Regions from separate parts of the Danio rerio genome. Here regions 2 and 3 are each linked to region 1. The links are chromatin contacts, called in public HiCAR-type and Micro-C maps. All regions are on one chromosome and are shown on one strand. The core of a region is the stretch at or near the end of the contact, and the rest is flanking DNA. Distances in the headings are between cores, read along the strand shown. Region 1 holds the start of hars (histidyl-tRNA synthetase). Region 2 holds the start of si:ch211-39i2.2. Region 3 holds the start of brd8b (bromodomain containing 8b).

What was found. Hi-C and Micro-C count contacts between places; a contact is called where the count stands out from the background. HiCAR-type assays count read pairs that join an accessible place to other places.
Region 2: a HiCAR-type map of caudal fin shows a contact between it and region 1, with 4 times the contacts expected there. The contact joins the promoter of si:ch211-39i2.2 here to the promoter of hars in region 1. A contact is called at or near these places in 2 of 4 datasets of contacts at active chromatin or transcription factors (caudal fin and embryo).
Region 3: a Micro-C map of caudal fin shows a contact between it and region 1, with 6 times the contacts expected there. The contact joins the promoter of brd8b here to the promoter of hars in region 1. A contact is called at or near these places in 2 of 18 Hi-C or Micro-C datasets (caudal fin and an unstated tissue) and 2 of 4 datasets of contacts at active chromatin or transcription factors (gastrula embryo and pancreas).

What each region holds. Positions count from the first base shown.
Region 1 is chr14:7,916,046-7,919,219 of GRCz12tu, forward strand. hars (histidyl-tRNA synthetase) reads left to right here and starts at 1,684. Exons shown (of 13, transcript NM_001302262.1): 1 at 1,684-1,839. The coding sequence starts at 1,750.
Region 2 is chr14:8,283,308-8,286,481 of GRCz12tu, forward strand. si:ch211-39i2.2 reads right to left here and starts at 1,463. Exons shown (of 2, transcript NM_001258317.1): 1 at 1,236-1,463. The coding sequence starts at 1,392.
Region 3 is chr14:8,236,613-8,239,786 of GRCz12tu, forward strand. It overlaps brd8b (bromodomain containing 8b), which reads left to right and starts at 1,736. Exons shown (of 19, transcript NM_212777.2): 1 at 1,736-1,820.

The sequences.
Region 1 (3,174 bases), core at 434-2,933:
CAATTGAGTTAACTTCATTGATTTGTGTTAAGACAACATGAAGGAATTGTGTGAAACCCTACATTTTTTACTGTGTAGTTATTGAGTTAGTGTTTATAAGCTCACGGCTCTGATGGTAAAATCGTTCAATAGTATCTGAATGCAGCCTTTATGATGCAAGCTGAGATTGCATTTCTAGTGACATCACTGTGAGGGGTAGGGTTGGATGAGCTCATTTTAAAGCAATGCATGCAGCTCAGATCTCAAATCATGTGAAGTGTTTTTACTTGCTCACAGTGAGTAGCTGTAGATCCCAGTTGTCAAATTCAGTTCCTGGAGGGCTGCAGCTCTGCACAGTTTAGTTCCAACCCTAATTAAACCCACCTGATCAAACTAATTGAGTCCTTCAGGCTTGTTTGAAAGAAATCTATAGGTTAGAATGTTGGAGCTGGGTTTGAACTAAACTGTGCAGGGCTGTGGCTCTCCAGGAACTGAGTTTGACAGCCCTGCTGTAGAGAAATACATACCGTACATGAAATTTGTTTAAACAAAACGACAAACAGAAATTTAGAGGAAGCATTCATGTGACTTATTTAAAATTATAATATTTGATTAACATTTATCATATTATCAGTAATATATTTATTATCTAAAAATGTATTTAAAAATTAAGCTTGATAACTGAAATTAATTTTAAAAAGACATACAGACAAAAATTTTATTTGATATAAAATTTATTCAAATATTACAGATTACAGAATATAATTATGAAGATTTATGTATTACAAATTTAAAACTAGCTTTAGCACTGCATTATTCTAAAATACTATGACCAATACTACTACAAATATTAACAATTATTATTATTATTATTATTATTATTATTATTATTATTATTTGAGTTAGTAGTAAAAGTAGTAAATATTATCCACAAAATATTTTATTATACGAAATTATTATTATTAATAATAATAAAATAGTAATAATAATATAATTTTTTATAACATTTTGTTTCAACAACAACAACAACAACAACAAAAAGAAGAAAAATAAAAATAAAAAGAAAAATAAGAATTGTTAATATTATATAACAACCACAAACATGTTTTTTAACAAAAGCAATAATAAGTTGTTATAACTACACACACATTATGTAATAAACAAAATAAATAATAATAATAATGAAATATTTTTGTTAAACAAAAGCAACAACAACAACAAAAACAACAACAACAATAATAATGATAATAATACAAATTAATAATAATAATAACAACAACAACAATATTATTATTATTATTCTTATTATTATTATTATTATTATTATTATTAATTACTATTTGTGGTGGTAGTAATATTGGTATATAATAACCACACAAGCATTATGTAATAAACAAAACAAACAAACAAACAGATAAATAAATAAATAAATAAATAAATAAATAAATAAATAAATAAATAAATAAATAAATAAATGAATGAATGAATGAATGAATGAATGAATGAATGAATGAATAAATAAATAAATAAATAAATAGATAAATAAATAAATAATGTTCTCATTTACTTAACTGTATTCAAAATCTTACAAAATCTTAAACTAGCAATTCATTTTAATGTTTTCTTTTTTATTTTGTTTTATTTATGCCATGACTCGCCCTCTAGTGTTCCTTTGAGCAGGCGCACTAGCGACGTCAAACGCCTGCGACGGCGCCCGCAGTATCTGCAGTTCGGTCGCAGGTTCTTCATCGGCTGTGTTTCTGGAGCACCATGGCCGATAAAGCACAGCTGCAAGAGGCGATTAAAACACAAGGAGAGGTGGTCAGAAAACTCAAAAGTGAGAAAGCGAGCAAAGAACAGGTCAGTATGAACTCTGAGATGTTTATTTCAACGCCTAATGAAGAAACACATGGTGTGGTCAATGGCTGCTACCGAATCATTCATATGAGATGATGCATGGATGTTTAGATCACATCAGTATGGCAGGCTATGAGCTCTTTTAGTAAATGTGTTTGCTTTCAGTGTCATTATTTAAGATATGAAGTAATGTTCATTCACCTTAGACATGCGGCATGATGACGCTAACCGTTAGCCTGCTGATGCAATCTCTCTGTCATGGTGGACGTCAATAATACAGCATGTAACATTTAAATGGATACATTAAAAATAATATTTATTTGTATTAATCAGCAGTAGTGGATGTTGGGGTAAGAATGAATATCAGAAAGTACCGGTGTCCATTGACATTAATCACGTGATCTCTGTCAGATCAAGCGCTGAGGCGTATAGTTATAAATGTGGGTTTATAACATATCTATAATCCAGAATCATTAAAATGTAAGTTAAAAATACACATATTAATGAATAAAAGTTTGGAGAAATTGGGGTAAATCCGGGTTTTTTTGGTCCAAGGGACCTCAAGGGCTTTTTGAAAATAATAATAAAAGTAGTAGTAGAAGTAATAATAGTAATTTATATTGTTATGTTGCTATTATTATATTAATATTATGATTATGAACAATAATAAATTATTCTATGAATGCACACACTCTGTGTGTGATTGTATTAACACGTAAAAAAAAAAAAAAAACATTTTAGAAAGGGGGTCTGTGGCATTTGAAAGTTTGAAACACTCGTTTTTAATTTATACAGAAATGCGCATTTGTGACAGAAGGGCCTTTATTTGGTTAAACTGTGAGTTTTGGCGTGATTCTGGGGCTGCTGGTAGATTTTGACGGCCTCCTCTCGTGTTTTGCCTTCTCGTTGCTGTGATGCCTCTCTTATGGGCCCCTAGTGACTGGGTTGCTCACCACTTTTCTCCTGTTCTTCCTGCTTGTTCCACGGATTCCACCGCCACCGCCATCATCACCGTCATCACTGCTCTCCTGGATTATCTGGGCTGTTTGTGGGATTGGATGCTTCACCTGTGAACTCTGTTGGACTGTCTGGTATTGTGACATTGGTGTGTGTGTGTGTGTTTGGACTGTTGATAATGGCCGCTCTGGGACTGGTCTCCATGCGCTTGTGTGCTGGACTCATGGGTCGTCGGTCTGCTGTGCGTCTGCATTCCCTGCGTGTCTGTTCTGGGATGACCATATCACAGGTAATTATTTGAATTCAATAACAGCATTAGTTTTTCTTAGATTTGAAATGTTGTTCAAAAGTATGAGGTTAGTAATAATTTTACCAAGAAAT
Region 2 (3,174 bases), core at 213-2,712, 370 kb after region 1:
AAAAAGACTAATGTGGTCCTTCAACTAGTAACAAAGGTCTGTAGAGATAATTTGTTAATTTTTATAAATGACATTTAAATACGAGATAGATAGATAGATAGATAGATAGATAGATAGATAGATAGATAGATAGATAGATAGATAGATAGATAGATAGATAGATAGATACGTGGTTTAATGGTTTCAAATATTTGTCCATAAACCTAGATTTTATACAAGTATTTTATGGGTTATAAACATTGTTTAGTACATATTTAATATAACCAAATAGTAATCATATATTATAATAATAATACTTTTTTTTGTATTGAGGTGAAGTATTGTATTCAAATGTGAAATTTTATATTCGCACATTCTTTCATTGACAACTTGTGAAACTGTTCTTATATTGCTTACCATGGTACTAGATATTTAATAAGTTTGGTCTGAAATCGCTTACAAGTATGACTTCAAAATCAACATAAGCACGATTTATTTGACTGAACAATTTTGTATTTTGATAGTCATTGGCTGTTAGCATGATTTCTCTATTTAAAACTAGCAAAACAATACTTTTCTTAAATTATATTTAGAAAAAGTTAGGGCGTGTAAACACCGATGACTTGCTTTCGATCATTTTGTTTTCAGTTAGGTTAAAGGATTATGTTGAGGTAGTTTGATTTTCGTTTTTGTTATTTTCTTTTCTTTCAGCACCACTTTGTCCTCCCCTGCATGGTTTATTATTTTTGGATTATTTTGGTTATTATAAAAGTTGCATATAATTAATTTTCGTTGTTGTTATCTATATTATTCTTCTTTATCATTACTATTTTCTGTTTAGCTTTGATTTTTGTACTATAAATTATCTTTTTGGCCGTATTTTGCTTGATGCAAGGTTCTTCTCCCATATTACACAAAACTGTCACAATATAAATGTTATTTACTTCAATACCTAGTCTAACATCAAGAGGTCGTAACAGTCAGAATATAAAACCAACTTTACCCCAATTTTTGTGTGTACGAAAAAAAAAATCAAATGTGTAACGAGTAGCTAAATTACAAAACTTCACGTTTGGGTGAACTATACAGTCATTGTGATTCCCAGTCTCCCCTCAATTTTGAAATCCAATATTTAAAACCAACATACAAAGTTAAAACTTTTGGCGTTATATTACAAAATGTTTAGCGACTGTGCCAACATGAGCCAGTTTCCCCAATAGTGTTTTTCATTATACTTCAGGAGTGAGTGAACTTACTGGAGAAGCTTTGTGCCTTCATGAGTCTACCGCAGTGCTGGAGCGGCTCTCCGTCTCCTCTGAGCCCCGGGATGAGGCTTAGGTCCTCCGCCAGCGTTAGGTTTTCCGGCTCATTCCTGACGGACATGCCGAACACCAGAGCTTGTGTATAGACCATTTTAGCGTGATTTCCTCCGACTGTTTCCCCGAGACCTCACCTAACTCTTCCACTGACGGTTTCTTTGTTTCTTCCATGAATGCGTAAGGTTGAGAAGCGCCGTCTTCCTCCTAGCTGCCGGGTTATATACTGAGCAGTGAGCGCTGTTGTTGCATCAGCTGGAGATTGTGGGATGGGCGACATGATGAGAACACGTGACCATCGTCAGACTACTAGAGTACATGCAACATTACTACTTCTTGCGTTTATACTGCTGATTGTATTGTGTTGTATTATTCATTCGTTTTCTTTCGGCTCAGTCCTTTTTATTCATTAGGGGTCACCGCAGCGGAATGAACCGCCAGTATTGTGTCCCTGGCAGAAAATGCCAGGGACATGCACACTTCTGACTGTCTAGAAATAAACCAAAAAGAATAATAATAATAAAAAAAGAACAATTTGTATTATTCTGGCATTGTAAATCATGATGTAAATCATTTAGGTAATCTTAACGGACCTAAAACATTAAAAGTTTAGTATGATTTACCATCAGACATTTTTTAGAGTTATCTGGTTTCAACTATATGACGTACTTTATAAAAAATAATGATTACAGTTTTAGGTTTTAGAAGTGTAACGGATGCTTGCTAGTGCTTGTTATCATAATGCCATATATAATTTTTCTGGGTTTTAATGATCTAATCTTAAGTAGATACTCATTAGAAAAATGTATCTATAAGTTCTATAAAACATGTGTTGTTAAGTTTAAAAAAATAAAAAAAATTATATATATATATAATTTGTTAATGACAAAACACACCAATGTAGCCTATAGTACTATATAGCCAAGTGATTTCCAGTAAGTATGAAATGTGATTATTCACAGGTGAGATTCACATGACCAGAAAGGCAGCCAGTAAAATCCAGTTTAGCGGCCCTTTCAACTTAAAGGAACAGTTCACCCAAATATGGCTGTCTCTTACTCTCCATTGATTTCAATTGTTAAGTCAGCGTGGACCAGCAAAGGCTTGTTTTGTGTTTGAATGAGAAGGATATTTATGGTTTGGAATCATCTTAAGACAAGGTTTTACAATTATTCTTAATAGTCACCCACTTTGGAAAAAAATCAAGCAAAAACATGTCTAGAGTAAAAGCATGCAGTGCGTCACTAGAATGAGTCTGTAATTGTTACGAAAGAAAAAAAAAAAAAAACCCGTAGCTATCACCAATGTCTAGGTTGCTATAATATATAATACACAGAACATTTAGCTGTTTGCAGCAGATCCTCTGAAAATAGCTTTGACTTATAGCCTCAGTCTTTATAAAAAAAAATGAACTAAATAACTTATTTAATCTCATTACATTATTTTCATGTAAACATTCACTGAAAAGAGTGATATCTTCTGTTGCTTTGTGTGCTAAATTTAAACAAATTAAATAATGTAACTTGTTTAAACTCAACCCAAATAAATTCTTTGCAAACACTTGAAATGGAAATCCAATGAATTATCTTTCAATATATTTTTTTCTTTTAATAATAGTATCTCAAAAGAATACAATGTGTTGCTGTTGTCAAAAAAAGCCGTATGCCTAATCAGAATTGCTCATTAATTTCGCACGCAATTTCAAAGAAACACAATGAATTAAACATGAAAATGTGCTGTGTTAAATCGTAATGGCATTTACTTTTAGGAATAAAATGACGCCAGGAATAACCATGTTTTTTTTTTACCTCTACTTTTACTTGAGTTGATTGTTTTAATGGTAAACGTGATTGAGGCAAATTTACAAAGGCGTTTACAT
Region 3 (3,174 bases), core at 486-2,985, 320 kb after region 1:
TCTTTTAAAGCATTTGCAAGTCTATTGTTTCAAAGCAGTTTTACATAGAAGATCATAGTCCCCATATAGTAAACATCCGTCATCTTCTCATCAGTGACATGCATCTAAACAGTGTCTGGGGCATTGCGTGTAAAGATTTTGGACATCTTTTTGGACACTTACAATGCTTCCAAGCAATTTGCTGCAATTAAAAATTGCCCATGTCTTGAGGTTGTTCGTTATGATGCGATTTACCTTCTATGATTTGATTGGACGGGAATTACAGGACTGATTTTTCTAATCCCCACAGACAAGTAAAAATAGAAGTAATGACTGCAGGTTGAAGGAAAGTAGTAGAGTAAAGGTACAGATACTGCACTAAAAATGTACTTAAGTGAGAGTAAAAGTTCACATTTTTAAAACTATTCAGTAAAATACAACTCCTGAGAAAAAGTAACTAATTACAGTAATTTGAGTATTTGTAATCAGTTACTTTACACCACTTCATTTAATTTACATATTAATACATCATTATTCATGTACAGTTATTGTAAAGTGTGTTTAAATAAAATTACATTGGGGACAACCTTCATGTTTTTTAGATTAGGTTGTGAAAATGCTGTTATAAGCTAGGTAATAAGCTGATTAGATCACTGTAATTGGCATAAAAGATAAGCAAAGATGATTAAAAGTATGGTTCTGATTGCATAAACAGTTGCTGCCGCATTAAAATGTAATTGCCAACTAATGCACTGCAGTGTTTGCCAGGTTAGGCCTAATGTTAGAGTTGCTGGAGTTATTTATTTTGCCTGACAAAGGCACATTCACTACAGGTTTATCCTGATAAATAGATTCTGCTGACAAAATGCTTATATTGTAATGTTAACGGTAGCACCTCCTGACAAATAAGCACATTTCCTCTGACAAGTATGCCTGCTTAAACTATAGCTAGATCATCCCAGGTGGTTTGATCCTTTTAGAATTATTGCTTTTTATTAAGTACATTAGAATATTGCTGTCAAATCAATGCGGATATCGCCTCAGTGCGAACTCATTAGCAATGATTTCGAAACTAATTACAGAATAGGTCCCCTAACAGGAGGAACCTTGGTGTGCTAGCCCTATATTTCAGTAATCACAACTATGATGACTGAGAACATTTTTATAAGCGGTTTACATTCCAATAAAACGAATAAAAAAGTATAGGTGTCTCATATTGTGCTGATTTTGAGGTAAGCAAGTTCAGGGCTCTCGATAAGAGTGAGTTATGGCCAGCGTTCATTTTGTGGTGAGCTGCTGACACCTGGTGGCTGTAAAAGAAACTACGTTATTAATGCTTCATGAAGTAACTTGAGTCAAACTTATTAAAAAGTTTGTTCATCATCGTGAAGTAAATGTAAATCTCATTTGATTTGTGATCTCGTCGTAATTTTATAACGAACTCCAAGAGGGTCACCATCCCAGTTGCTCAAAGAAGATTATTAACATAACAACAACAACAACAATAGTACAAATAATAATAATAAAAACAATAACAATAATAATAATTATTATTATTATTGTTTATAATGTATATTATTAACTTACACATATATAAATAAAACTATAACATGTAGATATAAATATTTAATCATAAAATTGCATTACGTACACGGTGAAACCAGAGAAGGCTAGCACACGTGACCTGCCATTCTCCAATCATCATCTGTACACGCGCTCGCGGCCTGGGTCACCTCATGTTCACCCCTTAATGAGTGTGACGTCAAATTGATGGACCCTAAACCTGGCGAGAGACATCGACAGTCCGGGCGCCGACGAACTAAAAAGAAACACAAAAGAAGGTAAGTTTATAATCATTTTGTTTATTTTGAAACTTTTTTGTTGTATATTGAGGTCTTGATTGGTGTTAATGTCGGTAACGTTAATTTAACCGCGCTAATGTTATCTGCCGTTCGGCCTTAAACTCAATCTACGATTCCGTGTTTCTTTATGAAATGTGTTATATATAACATACAAAATGCCAATAATAGACAAATAATGCAAATAATCATTTACTAAGACGGTTTTGTTGTTGTTGTAAACGAGCCTGTTAGGCGATTGAGGTAAAGCTGTCTTTATTCGCACATTCTCCTTAATAATATAATATAAGAAAAGTATTACTTGCAAATTCTAAATCGGGAAATTATATGATCAGCCAATGACTATCGAAGTACAACATTGTTCGCAGTCAACTAGATAGTGGTAATGAAGTCATGCATGCGATGTCAGTCCGAATAACTTATTTAACGTTAGTGTAAGGCCCCTCGACGCATGTGCCATTATAAAACCAACTTTACCTCAATTCTCACTACTCACTGAAGGAATTTGGGTTTATATTATCAACTTGTGTCCCTGTATTGTTTGTCATCACCACGCTACGTCGAATGTTTGTTTGAAATTGCAAGCAAAACTGAATTTAAAACAACATTAGCACAATTTAAATGACTGTGAACAAAGTTATACTTTGACATGGCTGCTAATACGATTTCCCTATTTAGAATTTGCTAACAAAACTTTGCTGAAGTGCTAATGTGCGACTATAAAATATAATTTACCTCAGTAATCACTGCGTCCGTTTCCGTTGCACAAAGGCAAACATGTCGAAGTAACTTAACGTTAACGTTAGATGTTGTTACTTTATTCAAAGGGTAAACTTTCAAACATCTCCGGCTAAGTTTAGTTACTTCAAATATTAATTCACAAACATTTTTAAGAACATGTTTAAAGACGCACAGATAATAGATTAACGTTATTTGTGCGTCTTTAAACATGGTTATAAAAATAGATTAAAAAACACATTAAAATAGGAAAATAATTATAGGCTGTTTAATAATTATAATACGGTTTCATTAATTATAATACGGTTTTATTGAACGGACACATGATGTACTACAAAATAACAAGTTTATACTAAGTTACATTTATTAACGTTACAGGTAAGTAGTTTGAGTTGGAGGACCTTTAAATCCCTGGATTCAAGTAATCAACGTGTTAGAAAAGCTTTCTTTTAACGAATTTAACGTTAAATCAAACTAAAATGTATAATTATATATTTTTTAATAATAACATACATTCTACAGACTTAAATCATTTAATGTAACAACCCTCACATGAATTATGATAATATTTGTGAATCTTTTGTATCTTAAAGACTAA